3 separate regions of the Mus musculus genome follow, and all the other regions are linked to region 2. The links are chromatin contacts, called in public HiChIP or PLAC-seq maps. All regions are on one chromosome and are shown on one strand. The core of a region is the stretch at or near the end of the contact, and the rest is flanking DNA. Distances in the headings are between cores, read along the strand shown.

Region 1 (4,157 bases), core at 1,315-3,814, 630 kb after region 2:
CTGCCTCTTCCTCGTTCCACCCTCTAGGTCTCAAGTCCCCTCAGTCTCCTACCATGGCGGACTCCAGCTACTTAATTCCTGATCAGCTCCTCCCACCCCTGCTCAACCCCACAATATAGTCTTTCTCGCATGACTCCTGTAAGTGGCAATTTCTAGAATCCTAGAGCATAGAGGCAGCTCCTAGAGAAGTAGCTGGAGTTTCTGGAGTACCTATGAAGTATTAGAGATCTTGCTGTGACTTGCAATATTAGAAGATAGAGTCATCTACATTTACAGAGGTTGTGTGGGGTCCTGAAGGTGAGATCATTTGCTCAAGGCTACACAGCAGGATGATGCTGGGATTGAAGTTTGAACCTGCTGTGCCTGGCTTCAACAATTGGCTGTCTCCATTGTACATTATGTGATGCTGAACTGTGTTGTTGTCATGCTTTGTAGAGTTAGCCCTGGGCCAGCAGAGAAGCCAGGCTGAGCTGAGGTTGCATCCATTACTATAGGGTAACAACAGGGAGGCAAAATGGAAACAGCTTCTCCTGGAACTCCCAACACTGTGAGAAGCCTGCTCCTTCTAGACAGACACACATGGTCATGGCTTGAGGCAACACCAGACTGAGGCTGCTTTCATTAACCATTACCTACTTCCTGACTGGGAGGGAGTATGGTCAGTCTGTTTGTAGAGTATATGAGTAGGGGAAGGCCAATGCTGTACCGTGAGGGATAATGATGCACCAAGTTAAACCTTATATACACAGTCCGTTAGAGTACAACAGCTTTAGGGCCAGACTGTCTTAGACACTTCCAAGGGATCAGTGTTCCAGGCATCCATCTCCCAGCTTTTTCAGACTTTGTTCTGCTCAAGTTCTACCTGGCCCAATACAGATGAGTGGATTTGGGAAGTAATTGGGATGGGATGGGATGGGATGGGATGGGATGAGATGGGATGGGATGGGATGGGATGGGATGGGATGGGATGGGGCTTCTTGAGTAAGCAGGGGTCAGAGGACAAACTTCAGGTATCAGGTCTGTTTTGTTAATCTGATATTAACACAGGCAGGAAGTTTCCTGAAAGTCTCAAGGACTCAACCTTTGTCCCCAGGCTCCTGAACAGTCAGGTGACTAGCACATGAGGTGCCTTGGTGGGGGACACCTGTCACCTGCCTCCAACTGTAACCTAGCTGAGACTAGACTACAGGTCACCCACCCCTATCAAAACTATCCACAGCCTTAACCCGAGGATGATTCACACAGCACGGAAGGTCGTGCCTTCTGCACCTGGCCTACAAGGAAGCAGGATATGTTCTAGCGGCCACTGAATCCTAGAATATTTGTCTTTCCATTAAACTCACAAGAGCAAAATGCTGCAACACTGCGGATTGCCACATCCCATCAGAGGCTCCTGATCAGGCCTGGGGCAGATTAGAAGACTTTCCAAACCCCTTTGCAGTGAGGACCAGCCATAGCTGATCGTGTTCAGTGTCCTGTCAGTGTTAGTGCTGGGTAAATACTCTTTGTTTCTAAACATGTAGAAATCTAGAATTCTTGCAGATCCTTATCCTCCGATCCCAGCCTATGTACATGTGTATGAGTTTGAGGAGAGAGAGAGAGAGAGAGAGAGAGAGAGAGAGAGAGAGAGAGAGAGAGAGAGGCCAGTGTGTGTGTGTGTGTGTGTGTGTGTGTTCACGTATGAGGGGTAGGAATGGCACAGCATTCTTGTGGAGGTCAGAAGACAACCTTCAGGTGTCAGTACTTGCCTTTTTACCTTGTTTGAGACAAGTCTCTTTGTGCCAGGCTCCCTGGCCTGGCCTCTATACTTCCACATAGATTCTTTCAACTCTGTTCCATCTTCCAGTAGGGGGAAGTTTGGGTTTACCGATGTGACTGCATTCTTTCCTTCTCTTTTACATTTGTTGTTGCAGTTGTTATTTTGTGTGTGGATTCTGAGGATCATGAACTCGGATCATCACGCTTTGTGTGGCAAAATGCTTTTACTCGCTACGCCATCTCCTCAGCTACCTCTTTCTCTTGTAATAGCTCAAATTCTTCCCCAGGATCAGGGGGATTCTGCTTTCTGGGTGCTGGGTCTTGGCAGGCACCCTAGGCTAGATGACCTGATGAGGAGATGTGACCTATTATACTGGCCTTGGTCTCGGCACTGTTACCCGTGGGCTCAAAGCAGGCTCCAGTGGAAGGTGTGGTGGCCCAAGGTAGCCACTTGTCACTTGACCCTAAGGACCACAATACCTTGGGGAACCTGATAGTTGTGTAGAAGATTCTTTTTCTTTGGGGTTCCTAGGCTAGTCCCCAGCATCCTTGGAACCACAGCGAGGAACCTGGCTGGAAAAGCACTGGAGGAACCGGTGCCAGGCCCCCACCCTCAACGTGGCCAAGCCATGTGTGGGGCCATTAGGATTTTTCCATGGCTCCTGTAGAGCATACCTTCGTTGGTCAGAGGCTTCTCGAGGAGGGGACAGTGATTAATGTTTTATGGACGAGCTGCTGGGCATGATGCCTTGTTTTCTTTAGGTTTAGAATACAATGAAGACGATGATTGGAATTTGCTTCCTAGCAAGGGGGCTGGGTGAGGCCATTCTTGGGAGGCCAAGGACCAAAGGTGCTGGTGTTTACCATTCTTAGTGCCAAAAGTGAAGTCTTTGCTTACAGGGTCATCTTCACAAGTCCCACTTTGAGACCAATGTCCAATGGGGCTTGTGAGAAAGGGTGTCCAGAAACTTCAAGAAACACTGCATGCAGAGATTGTTCTGTTGATCTTCTTGTAGCTTACTGACTGGGCACAGAGAGAGGGTACCACCACCTAGCTGCAGCTGGAGGGCAACTTGGCTGCACTTGGTTGAGTTAGCTTGACATAAAGTCCCCAGGTTAGCCTTAACTAACCATAGCTAAGGATGATCTTAAACTTCTAATCCTCCAACCTCTACCGCCTAAGTGCTGGGCCAACAAATGTATTTTATGCAACACTGAGGCCTCTGTCATGAATGCTAGGCCAACACTCTACCAATTCAACTCCTTTTCTAGTCCCCATTTTTTTTTAAATACCGTAATTATTTCTTGTGGGAGAACAAATTTAATTCATAGAGTTGTCCATTCAGTAAGATTAAGGGTCAAAGTGTCCATGCGCATGCACTTGTGCTGGAGAGTGGGGACATCTTCTGTCATACCCTGTTTTAATTTGCCCTTCTGTCTGTCCAGAGACCCTTCCCTGTAGTCAACTGTCTGGGGGAAGTCCAGTTCAATCCTTGAGGAGTACACAGACTTAGGCCTCTATGGATCTGCAGCCTAGTCCAGGACCGAGACTACCACACAAGCAGAGGCCACAGGAGTATCTTGTGCCCCCAGCGACTCTATGCGTGGGTGTCATTTGCTTTACCTACCTTCATGCTGTAGTTCACATCTAACTAGATCAGCTTGGGTTATCAGGGGACTAGCCAGCACAGATTTTTAAAACCAGCTGCAAAGTAAGTGACAGACTCATAATGTCTACAGTTATGACATCATAGGTAAGGGAAGAGAGACTCTCTGCATATGAGTCTAATCCAGAGGGGCAAAATGTGAACCTGAAAAATTAATAATGGGACAAAGCCCTCCATGATCAGAGCCCACACTGGCTGCAGCCTCTGACATTCTAGAATAGGCTAGTGTGTCCTGGCACCTTATTAACATGAACTTCCTTATTTTTTAAATTTAGCATATATTGTTTGTAATGCAACTTAAATAGAAAACAGAAACCAAAGAAAACAATAAAATTTGTTTAGGTTAATTTAAAAATTGATGGGTGGCATTTATGCCTTTGAGTTGTTAATATATCTCATGTGTCATTTTGGTGTGTGTGTGTGTGTGTGTTTGGATGCATGTATGTGTGAGTGTGCACGTGTATGTACACACGCACACTCTTGCATGTGATCAGTTCACTGCAGAGGGCTGCTAGGCCCTCCTGTGGAATGCCCACACTGAATCTGAGCTGACTATGGAATCTACCAGAGTTACAATTGCACAAATACCCCATGTCCACCTCACACCCTTCTGCACATTTCTTTGAACTCCAAGGACATATTTCTTTTTCTTGAGTTTTGAAAGACATGAGGGCAGCCACAGGGTAGCCCTCACTTCTGAGTAGAGTTACTCAGTGTTATATGCATAGCAAG
Region 2 (4,698 bases), core at 414-2,913:
AGTTAGGCCCTCCTAAATCTATCATTAATCAAAAGGATATTCCACAGACTTACCTACAAGCCAATCTTATGGAGGCCTTTTCTCAATTAAGATTCTCTCTTCCCAGATATCTACATTTGTGTCAAGTTGACAAAAACCAACCAGCACGGACCTCAAGGTGCTGAGTGGAAGCCTTAACCAGGGCAGAGGTAGGCTAAGGTCCCAGGGAACACAGTATAACCCTCAATACAGGAAATTTTTCACTGCAGATGCTGAGGGTCAACAGAGTTGGATGTTACAAGATGATTTAACTCTGACCAACAAAAGCTTGGGCCACTAATCAATACTATGAACCACCAGCAAGTCACAAGCATTAAGGCTCTTCAGACCCACTTGGAAAATATTTAGGTCATCTAGGTTTTGAGAAATCACTCAGGGTCCTGCACATTTCCACATACTCTAAGTGGTCAGCATGCTTATGGTCCACAGACCATACTTCAAGAAACCAGGCCACTCTCTAGATTCACAAGGCTACTCACTACATCAGCAAGGAGCCAAGTTCATCAAGAGACCACTGGGTCCAGGTCTGGCTAAAATGCCCTCCTAACTCTAACATTTCTTGTTTCACAAAGAGAAAATCCTTATAAAGATACCATAATTGTCTTCACTGACACTTTCAGGTTTGAGGTGTAAAAGGCACCCCTCTAAGCTAGCCTACACCATGGTAGAACTGACAGAAGCCAGGTTTGCCTAACTCTAAAGCCTGGCCTCTGATCACAGGATTCTGCTTTTCTGAGATAGGGGGAACAATAAGACCACATTTCGTTGGCAACAGGAAACGAAAGTATCGCAAGGGACAGAGAGCCTATGATTAGATCAGACGGCTCCCTGAGCTTCACACAGTGTCAGTAGGATCACTGCACAAACCAACTGGAGCAGCATTCAGAAGCGCACTGCAACATCCAAGTGAGTCACAAGGCATTCAGCTCTCATCTGCGTGTGGTCTATCTGCCCCGCCGGAGCATGCGCTGCAGGAAGCAAGCATTTTGTCCTACTATCCTGTTATCGCAGGGCTTAGCACAGTACTGGCTTTTAAGAAACCTTTGTGGGGGGCTGGTGAGATGGCTCAGCAGGTAAGAGCACCCGACTGCTCTTCCGAAGGTCCGGAGTTCAAATCCCAGCAACCACATGGTGGCTCACAACCATCTGTAAGGAGATCTGACTCCCTCTTCTGGAGTGTCTGAAGACAGCTACAGTGTACTTACATATAATCAATAAATAAATCTTTAAAAAAAAAAATTTAAAAAAAAAAAAAAAAAAAAAAAAGAAACCTTTGTGGGATGAATTAATGAATGAGTGAATGAATGCATTTCAATGCTTTCTCTCTCCCCGGGGATATGTGGAGCCTGCTTTGCTCCTGCTCATTTCACAAGAAGCAAGCACTAGAAGTCAAACAACCCCAGCCTCTGTGTGATCATCCAGGACAGAAGCTAAGCAGGCAGGAGCATCCAAAAGCTGTGTATCCTTCCACTCCTCCTGGCTGGTGGGCAAGAGCGCCTGCTGTGGCCCTGCTCCTGCTCCCCCCCCCCACCCCCCCCGCCCCCGCCTCCCCAGGAGAAGCCAAGCAGGCACAAAGCCACCTGCTGTCTGGAGCAGCTTGCAACAGCGAAGCGCCAGGCTGCCAACTCGTGTACACTCTGAGAGAACTTAGAAGCTTCCCTTGAGGCCGGCGGCCTTTGTGCCTTCCAGGCAGTAGTGAGGGGCAGGGAGGTACAGCCACTTAAACAAAGTTGCCTGTGTCTCTATGATCATGTCCAGCCTCAGTCACCTGTCCTCAGATTCACAGGAACCAGGAGTCCTCAGCCCTCTTTCCAAATACTCCCTTTTCCCAGAGTCCCCGAGAGAGCCGTGCCATCTGCCATCAGGTCCCACGACTTCACGAGTATCAAGGGGTGTTTTGGATGGATTCCGGAAGAGCTCACGGGGCCACCCCCAGCTCTGTTGGCACCACTGGCCTTGGAATCCTCTCTCTGCAGGACCATGTGCTCCTCAATGCTGTTTGCCTTCTCTGTGTTTACTTAATCCTAATGATTAGTCCTTTGCAGCATCTAGCCTCCTCCCTCCCTTTGCAGCTCACAGACACCTCCCCTTGCTAACTTGCAGGCCTGCTCTGTCCCGGTGACTGACTTCCCAGGCATGGTCACCTCCAACTGTACACTTAACCACACAGACACTACAGAGGACTGAATGGCCTTTCCAAGCTACTTCCAAGATGGGAACAGGGGTTTGGATTGGAGAAAAGATGTCAAGGAGCTCAGACCATTTCCCCCACTGCACGCAGGAGCAGGTTCTAACCAGGACCTCACTCTGTTTCTAGACACCAGCCTGCAGTCAGAGTCGACCTCTATAAAGACATGCCTGGAACAAATGTCCAAGATGGGTTTTGAGCCTAGAGTGATAAAGAGAATCAAATTCATTTTCTCGTCAGTCAACAAGATCTTCGACTTGGCTGAGAGTGCAGCCATGGATACTGGTCTATGATGAAGAGAACTCACTCTGTTGAGTTCCTAACAGATGCCAAAGGGTAAGATTGGAGTCTCTGGCAGAGAGGGCACTGTCTGTCACAAACAATGGAAGTGGCCTTGGCACAGTGTCAAATGAGCTGAGAGCAGCCGACACCAGCGTGTCCCTTTTGAGTGTTGCTTCCTGAGAGCGGTCTGCGTTTGAATTAGGGAAAATGAACAACAAAGGCTGTAGTTGTCTCTGTGGGAAATGGTCACAAGCTAGAACATACTTAGCTCTGACTTCTATACATTTAGGGCCAATGCGATTGCTAAAGGTGGAAGAATGGGGAGTAAGGGCCAGCACATGGCTGCAATAGTGGCCATATTGATCATGTGGCCTAATGGGCTGGTCCTTCTTTCCCACATGTCTAGCCAACCCTAGACTGCTAGGCCCTGGCCAGGAGCACTCCGGGGAGCGACATCATACAGCTGGATAGTTCAGGCAAAGCAGCAGGACTGTGCCTCTGTTAGGGTTGTGAACCTGGTTTCATTCCACAGCCTGTAGGTTTCTGTCCATTAATCAACCCTAACCATGCATGAGATGGCAGAGCAGCTCATCAACCAGGTGGGTGTACACTCTGAAGATGCACAGAACCAAGGATAAAGTCCTGTAGTGAGTTGTAGGGTACCAAGCCACTCAATGTCCCTAGGCCTCAGATTTCTCACAAGTAATTTACAATAACTAACTGCTGTGTGACAAAACTTTTCCTGGGGAGACACAACAAACACATCTGCTCACCCCAGGCAGGGAACCCGGGACTGAACAAAGTACAGATGCCACAAAGTCCAACCTGATGAACCAGTGAGTTCTGTTGGGGTTATGTCCAGGAATATGGATGAGGGATTAGTTATAAGAGCAGAAATGATTCAAAGATAGCTGTGTCACCAAGGTTCCATCGCAGCACCACTACATCTCACAAAGCTTGGAACCTACCCAGCTCGCATAGGTTGGAGTGCGTCCTTTCCAGGTGACTTAGTTGATCGAAACCTCTTCCAGTCAGGCCAGCTGGCTTCTGCTGCTTCCAAGCAGCTGGTCTGGCTTCAGAGTCTTCTTTGTAGCTCCGTTTGGCTGAGTGTGTCCCTTACAGTTCAGCTTCCTTCCATCTGAGGTGAGCTCTGAGCTTTGATTGCTCTGGCAAGGAGAGGCCCACTGCATCTGGTCAGCTTCAGGGACTTCCTGAAGCTATCTTGAAATGTTTACCTTCCTACTTAAGGAGTGTCCCTGAAGGATGGAATGTTTCAATCCAGGAGAAAACTATTACACAATGCTAACCCAATAGAAAAAAAAAAAAAAAAGATCCGGAGAGGCAACCATTGCACAGAAAATACAAATTTCCAATATGTGAAAATGTGTTCAGGCTCTCTGGCCACCAGGAAACATCAATATCTTATTCTTTCAAATTTGAGATTGAGGCTGTCAAGTGGTAGCACAGAGGTCCTGTCACATAGAACTGGTAGGAATGGTTCGGCTACACTGAAGGGCTGTTTGTGAGTCTCTGTCAGATCCTAAGTTCAAGCCCTTTGACCTCACCATCCCATTTCACAGAAGACATCCTAATGAAATAGCTGCACATATGATATGATATGATATGATATGATATGATATGATATGATATGAGTGGTTGTTGCTGTTTTGCTTATAGGGCCCTAAAGTAAAGGAAGAAAAGAACTAAAATACAACGGGCAAAAAAAGAAAAGAATGAGGGAGGAAAACAGTGGGGCAAGAAAAGGGGGGGAGTCAGAGCGTAGGGAGGAACATGCCCAGCGTGATGTATGTGCATGTAAGAAGGCTGCAATAAACAAAGGAAAGGGAAGTACAGACGGGAGAGAAGCTGTCTGTTTGTGCATAGTAAGATGGTTGGCAAGTAGGGGGTCAGTGGGTGCAGAGAGACCTCCAGGTTCTAATGCAGCTGCAATGCTGCTATCCATGGCCAGCCGGAGAGAATGAGCAGGACACAGTCCTTGCAGGGCGGTATCAGAACAGCACACATTTTTGTTTTCCTTAGGCAGGATAGAGTAGAAATCCAGCAGAGTGCACATCCAACGGTGCCCACTATGGAGCAGGAGAATAGCAAGAGGCAGAGGGTTCACATTTCACTCTCTACCCCAGATTCATAAATCTGTGGGTTTGCATTTCATTTCTATATGGTCATCT
Region 3 (4,504 bases), core at 290-2,789, 700 kb after region 2:
AACATCACAGAAGCAAAGATGTGATACTTGTAAGAGCCAGCAACTGGAGAGATCCAGGACAAAGCCGTGTCTTCTAAATATGACTAAATCACTGGACTCAAGAACCCACCACAACTGTGGTTACCTGCATAACACTTGTCCTAGATCAAACCAATGAACATTCCAACCTGGATGGGCCAGGAGCGCCAAGAGTCTAGTCTTCCCACCTACAGAAGGAGATATTAATGCTTACTGGATGCTAGGGGAGGAAGTGTCAGTTTTCTTTAATGATGTGGTCCCTGGTAGGCTGGCCACATTCTAGTGGGTACAACACAAATGAGGCTCTGAAGGTTATTATTATTTTTAAGAGGACATAAAATTAGGAGAGGAACTCTGATGGGATGAGATGGAGTAGATCCAGTAGGGGTTAGGGGAGGAGTGTGTGTTTGCCTGTGCCTGTGCCTGTGCCTGTGCCCGTGCGTGTGCTTGTGCGTGTGTGTGTGTGTGATAAGAAAGCTTTGTAATCATGTATACAATTTTAAAAAGAATTAATAGAACCATTATACTAAAAATAGGTGGCATGCTAGAGCAGGGCTTGTGATGCTAACCTCTAACACAGCCACGTGTCCAAAGATCGGGGCAGGAGGATCAAAAGTTAAGGCCAGCTTGCTCAAGAGAGTTCAAGACCAGCTTAGATGAGGGAAGTTTACTTTGGTTCGTGGTTTCAGAGGGGTCAGTCCATGTTCACTGGGCTCCATTGCTTCTGGACTGTGCTGAGGTAACTCATCATGTGAGGGCTTGGAGCCAGCAGAGCAGAGCTGCTTACGTCAGAATGGCCATGAAGGAGACAGAGTGAAAACGAGAAAGAAGATGATGGCAATGTACAGCCCCTAAGATCTCAACACCTTCCACCAAGTAGGCACGGCCTTCTTGTCAGCACTTCCTCACCATGCCATTTAATTATAAATCTATCCTCGAATCCATCGATGGATGCAGAGCCCTTGTGTTCTGATCATCTCTGTAGAGCCCCTCTTCTGACTGCTGATGCATTAGAGCACATCTTCAACACCTGGGCTCAGGGAGGGATGTTCACACTCAACCACAGAGAATCACTATTGTATGTGTGCGTGTGCATGTTTTCCCAGCATTATTTTAATCTCCTGTTTGTTTAGTTTGCTTTCCTTTTGTTTATTTCACAGTGTGTCTGGACTTCAGTCTGAAGTAGCAGGATCTCCTCAGATGTCTGATAGCCTTTAGTTTTAGAATCTTTCGTCATCTTCTTGAAAGTTTTGCTTCCTCTCTTTTCAGCTGACTCCTCTATGTCCTGAATCACAGACTTCCTATTTCTTGGTTAATTTCTTTCTTTGGAGTAGCATTTGCCAGGAACTTTCTAAGAAACACAGAGGAGGTGATTTTGTGAGCTCTTAACATCTGACTACACATATTTTCCTTCTTTTATTCATTGTTTTACCTATAGGATGAGTGGCTTGATTAGAGATGGAATTCTAGGTTGCAAATGAGCTTCTGTGGAGCCTTCCGATGTTTCACTCAGTCATGCTCAGGCTTCCAGTGTTGCCGTGGAAACGCCTGATGCCATTTTAAGCCCTGCCCTGTGTACACCATCAATCAGTTCTCCTCTTGTTTAATTTTTTTTTCTGTCCCTGATGTTCTGAATTTCATGCCTTCTCATGTCTTCAGTGATTTGTTCCATAATTCATGGGCGTTTTCAAAGCAGAAACTCACATCCGTGAATTCTGGAAAATCTTCTCTCTTCTGTTTGAAGGTATAGTTCCCTGTCTTCTCGCTGCTCTCCCACTCTGAAACTCCTGCCAATGAGATATTAGGCTTTATGCTTTGAAGCCCCCATTTCATATCGCTCCTTACTCGTCATCTTATACTACTTTCCAAAAATATATTTCATGCAACCTTTCTGCTTTTTAACTGAAGGTTTACTTCAAGATGTGATTCTTTTCTATTTATTCTCTAAGAATTTTGTGTAGTCTCTGGGTATTCAGTTAAAAATAGCATTCTGTTTTAAAAGAATGTTTCTCCAATAGTCTTTATTAACTTTTCCAAGACATTAGCTTCAACTTCAGCTTTTCCACATTACCTGTTTTTGTGTCCTCTCACTTGAGTCCTCTATCTGAATCCTTCTTTGCTTCTCTCTTTGTCACAGACCCTTCATATTGGAGCCATTTCTAATGTGTAAAGGATTCTATAAAGGTCTGTATCCCAGACAGAGATACTCATCATCTGAGAGAGTCCGTGCAGAGACACAGCTTGCCACATTCCAGCTTCTCTGGGGGCATTCTGGTGGTGTGGTGGTTTGAGTAAGAATGGCTCCTGTAGGTTCATGTATTGGAGTGCTTGATCTCTAGTTTATGGAACTATTTGGGAAGGATTAGGGAATATGGTTTTGTTGGAGGAGGTGTGTTACGGGAGTTTGAGGTTTCAAAAGTCCACACCATTCCCAGTTAGCACTCTGTCTGCCTCTCTGTCTGTGTCTGTCTGTCTGTCTGTCTGTCTGTCTCTCCCTCTCTCCCTCCCACCCCAAACCTCCTGCCTTGTGCTTTTGGCTCAGCTACTGCTCTAGTGCCATGTACACCTGCTGTCATGCTCCCCACCATCAGAAAATGAACACTAAACCTCTGGAGCTTTGACCAACCCCACAAACTAAGGACTTTCTTCGATAAGTTATCTTGGTCATGTGATTTATCTGGCAACAGAAAGAAAATAAGACAGGTGGAAGGACTGAGTGTCTCTTTCTTGAGGTCTTTCCTTTTGAACTGGCAAACTTTTCCTGAGGAAACTTTCCATGCCTCATGGGGATGTTGGATAGAAGCTGGAGGCTTAAGTCCTACCTCTTGTTTGTAACTTCTGGTTACAAACAAATCCCTTGTAACTTCTGGTGCTTTATTTCCAGTACCTTCTTGCCATCCCAGAGACACAACACACAACATCTCTGGGCCAAGTTATCCTGAGAGTCACCCATGTAGTAGCTCACTTAGATAGGAAGGGGATCTAGAGGTTGGTGTGGGTCAGGCCTGATGCCTTTCTAAAGAATATGTGCACTACTGACTCTATGTTCAGTTCCACTTATGCTTCTGGAAGCATCTGGAAGCTCTGTGCCTTAAGCCTTTGAGGCACCTGAGCAGATTCTGGCTGGCTGCTTATGCTGTCCTCTCTCCCTAGACATTTCGCTTACTTTTTGGGTTTCCCCTTCCAGCTGTCTTTGTCCTTTTCTGGCTTCTTAGTGGAGGTGGAGGAAAGAAATATATAATCAAATGTGATTATGCCACAGGACTGTAGACTCCATGCTGATATCAGACACCTCTGCAGTCTGTTCCTTTCCCTAGTTCCATTCTGACTTGGGGTTAAGTTTATCTCTTTACCAAGTTCCTCCCTTATGTTGTTTCCCTGCCTTCTGCTCTTCCTCTCATCCTCCATGTCTGGTGTCTCCTTTTTGACACTCTCCAGCTGTGTTCTGCCTTCTAAGAAGTCTTCCTTAACCCTGTCCTGGCCCTGACTGGCCAAGATTAAGGAAAAGACCTTGCTCTGCTGTCTTCAACTTGGTGCCAATGCCCCCTTGGCCCACCAGTCTTGCTTGCCATGGAATTGTCAGCTTTATGAAGGAGGGCTTGCTGCAGACTTGCGGAAGGTATGTGCTCCCATTTACCCTGTCTCCCCAGCTGAACCCAGTGCTAGGGTAAAGAAGCTTCGGATTTGTTGGATTCATAAATGAATGCTATAATTAAAGTATGATTATATATAAATTATATACTTAATATATAATTATGCAAGTCATAGATTGATGTTATAGCTCATTTATGGGAACATTAAATACTTGACAACTTAATGAGCCTATAGTCATGAATGACCGAAGTCCATTTTGGTATGGGCAGAGGGCAGAAAATGGGGAACCACCCAGGAGTTCTCAAAGAAGTCCCTATAAGTCACCCAGACCTGGCCTCCCTGAGCCCCTAAAGAGAAAGCAGACGGGAGTTGAGCCACAACAATTCATCTTCTATAGCTGACTTGCTGCTGGAGGTGGAGCAGAAGATCCAGGGTTGGGGCACTATGTGTGCCTCCTGCACCAGCTCCATCTGGTCTTCTGAATGAAGCCAGAGAGGCAGAGTGTCTCCATGGGGAACCAGAGAGTCTGGACAGTGCCTCCAGCCCTCTCCCTTGGCATTCTGATATTGCTTGTGCTGCTATTTCATGCCATCACAAAATTCTCTGACCATCTCAAATCCCCAGCCCCTCTTTCCACTGCTCCAACTGCAGGGGCTAGTTGTCAGTCTGGCTGGCTCAGTCTCCTAGCAAACATTTTTTGTTCCTACTACCTGACACATTGCCTGTCTTGGGTGGACCTTGGCAGGAGCACAAACAGGCACAGGGCCAGGACTCTGGAGTGAATGTCTGGGTGTGGTACAAGAGTCCCTTACCACCCCTGCCCTGGTTTTCTTGTCTATAAACCATGTGTGAAAACGACATCAATTTATTGGATTGTTGAGTGGGTTAGCCA

The links. HiChIP or PLAC-seq counts read pairs in DNA pulled down with a chosen protein or histone mark.
Region 1: an H3K27ac HiChIP or PLAC-seq map of extraembryonic endoderm stem cells shows a contact between it and region 2, with 3 times the contacts expected there. The contact joins two enhancer-like sites. A contact is called at or near these places in 1 of 115 datasets of contacts at active chromatin or transcription factors (extraembryonic endoderm stem cells) and 1 of 9 other capture datasets (embryonic stem cells).
Region 3: an H3K27ac HiChIP or PLAC-seq map of microglia shows a contact between it and region 2, with 4 times the contacts expected there. The contact joins two enhancer-like sites. A contact is called at or near these places in 1 of 115 datasets of contacts at active chromatin or transcription factors (microglia) and 1 of 9 other capture datasets (embryonic stem cells).

The regions. Positions count from the first base shown.
Region 1 is chr6:55,349,432-55,353,588 of GRCm38.p6, forward strand. No RefSeq gene overlaps it. Among named protein-coding and RNA genes, the nearest start is that of Aqp1, 15 kb to the left of the region's middle. Within about 2 kb of position 2,565, at least 13 of the 459 cell types and tissues checked have an H3K27ac peak or open chromatin away from gene starts, as enhancers often do. A contact at or near this core is called in extraembryonic endoderm stem cells, where this site is marked.
Region 2 is chr6:54,718,123-54,722,820 of GRCm38.p6, forward strand. No RefSeq gene overlaps it. Among named protein-coding and RNA genes, the nearest start is that of Mturn, 39 kb to the left of the region's middle. Within about 2 kb of position 1,664, at least 151 of the 459 cell types and tissues checked have an H3K27ac peak or open chromatin away from gene starts, as enhancers often do. A contact at or near this core is called in extraembryonic endoderm stem cells and microglia, where this site is marked.
Region 3 is chr6:55,414,837-55,419,340 of GRCm38.p6, forward strand. No RefSeq gene overlaps it. Among named protein-coding and RNA genes, the nearest start is that of 6430584L05Rik, 20 kb to the left of the region's middle. Within about 2 kb of position 1,540, at least 11 of the 459 cell types and tissues checked have an H3K27ac peak or open chromatin away from gene starts, as enhancers often do. A contact at or near this core is called in microglia, where this site is marked.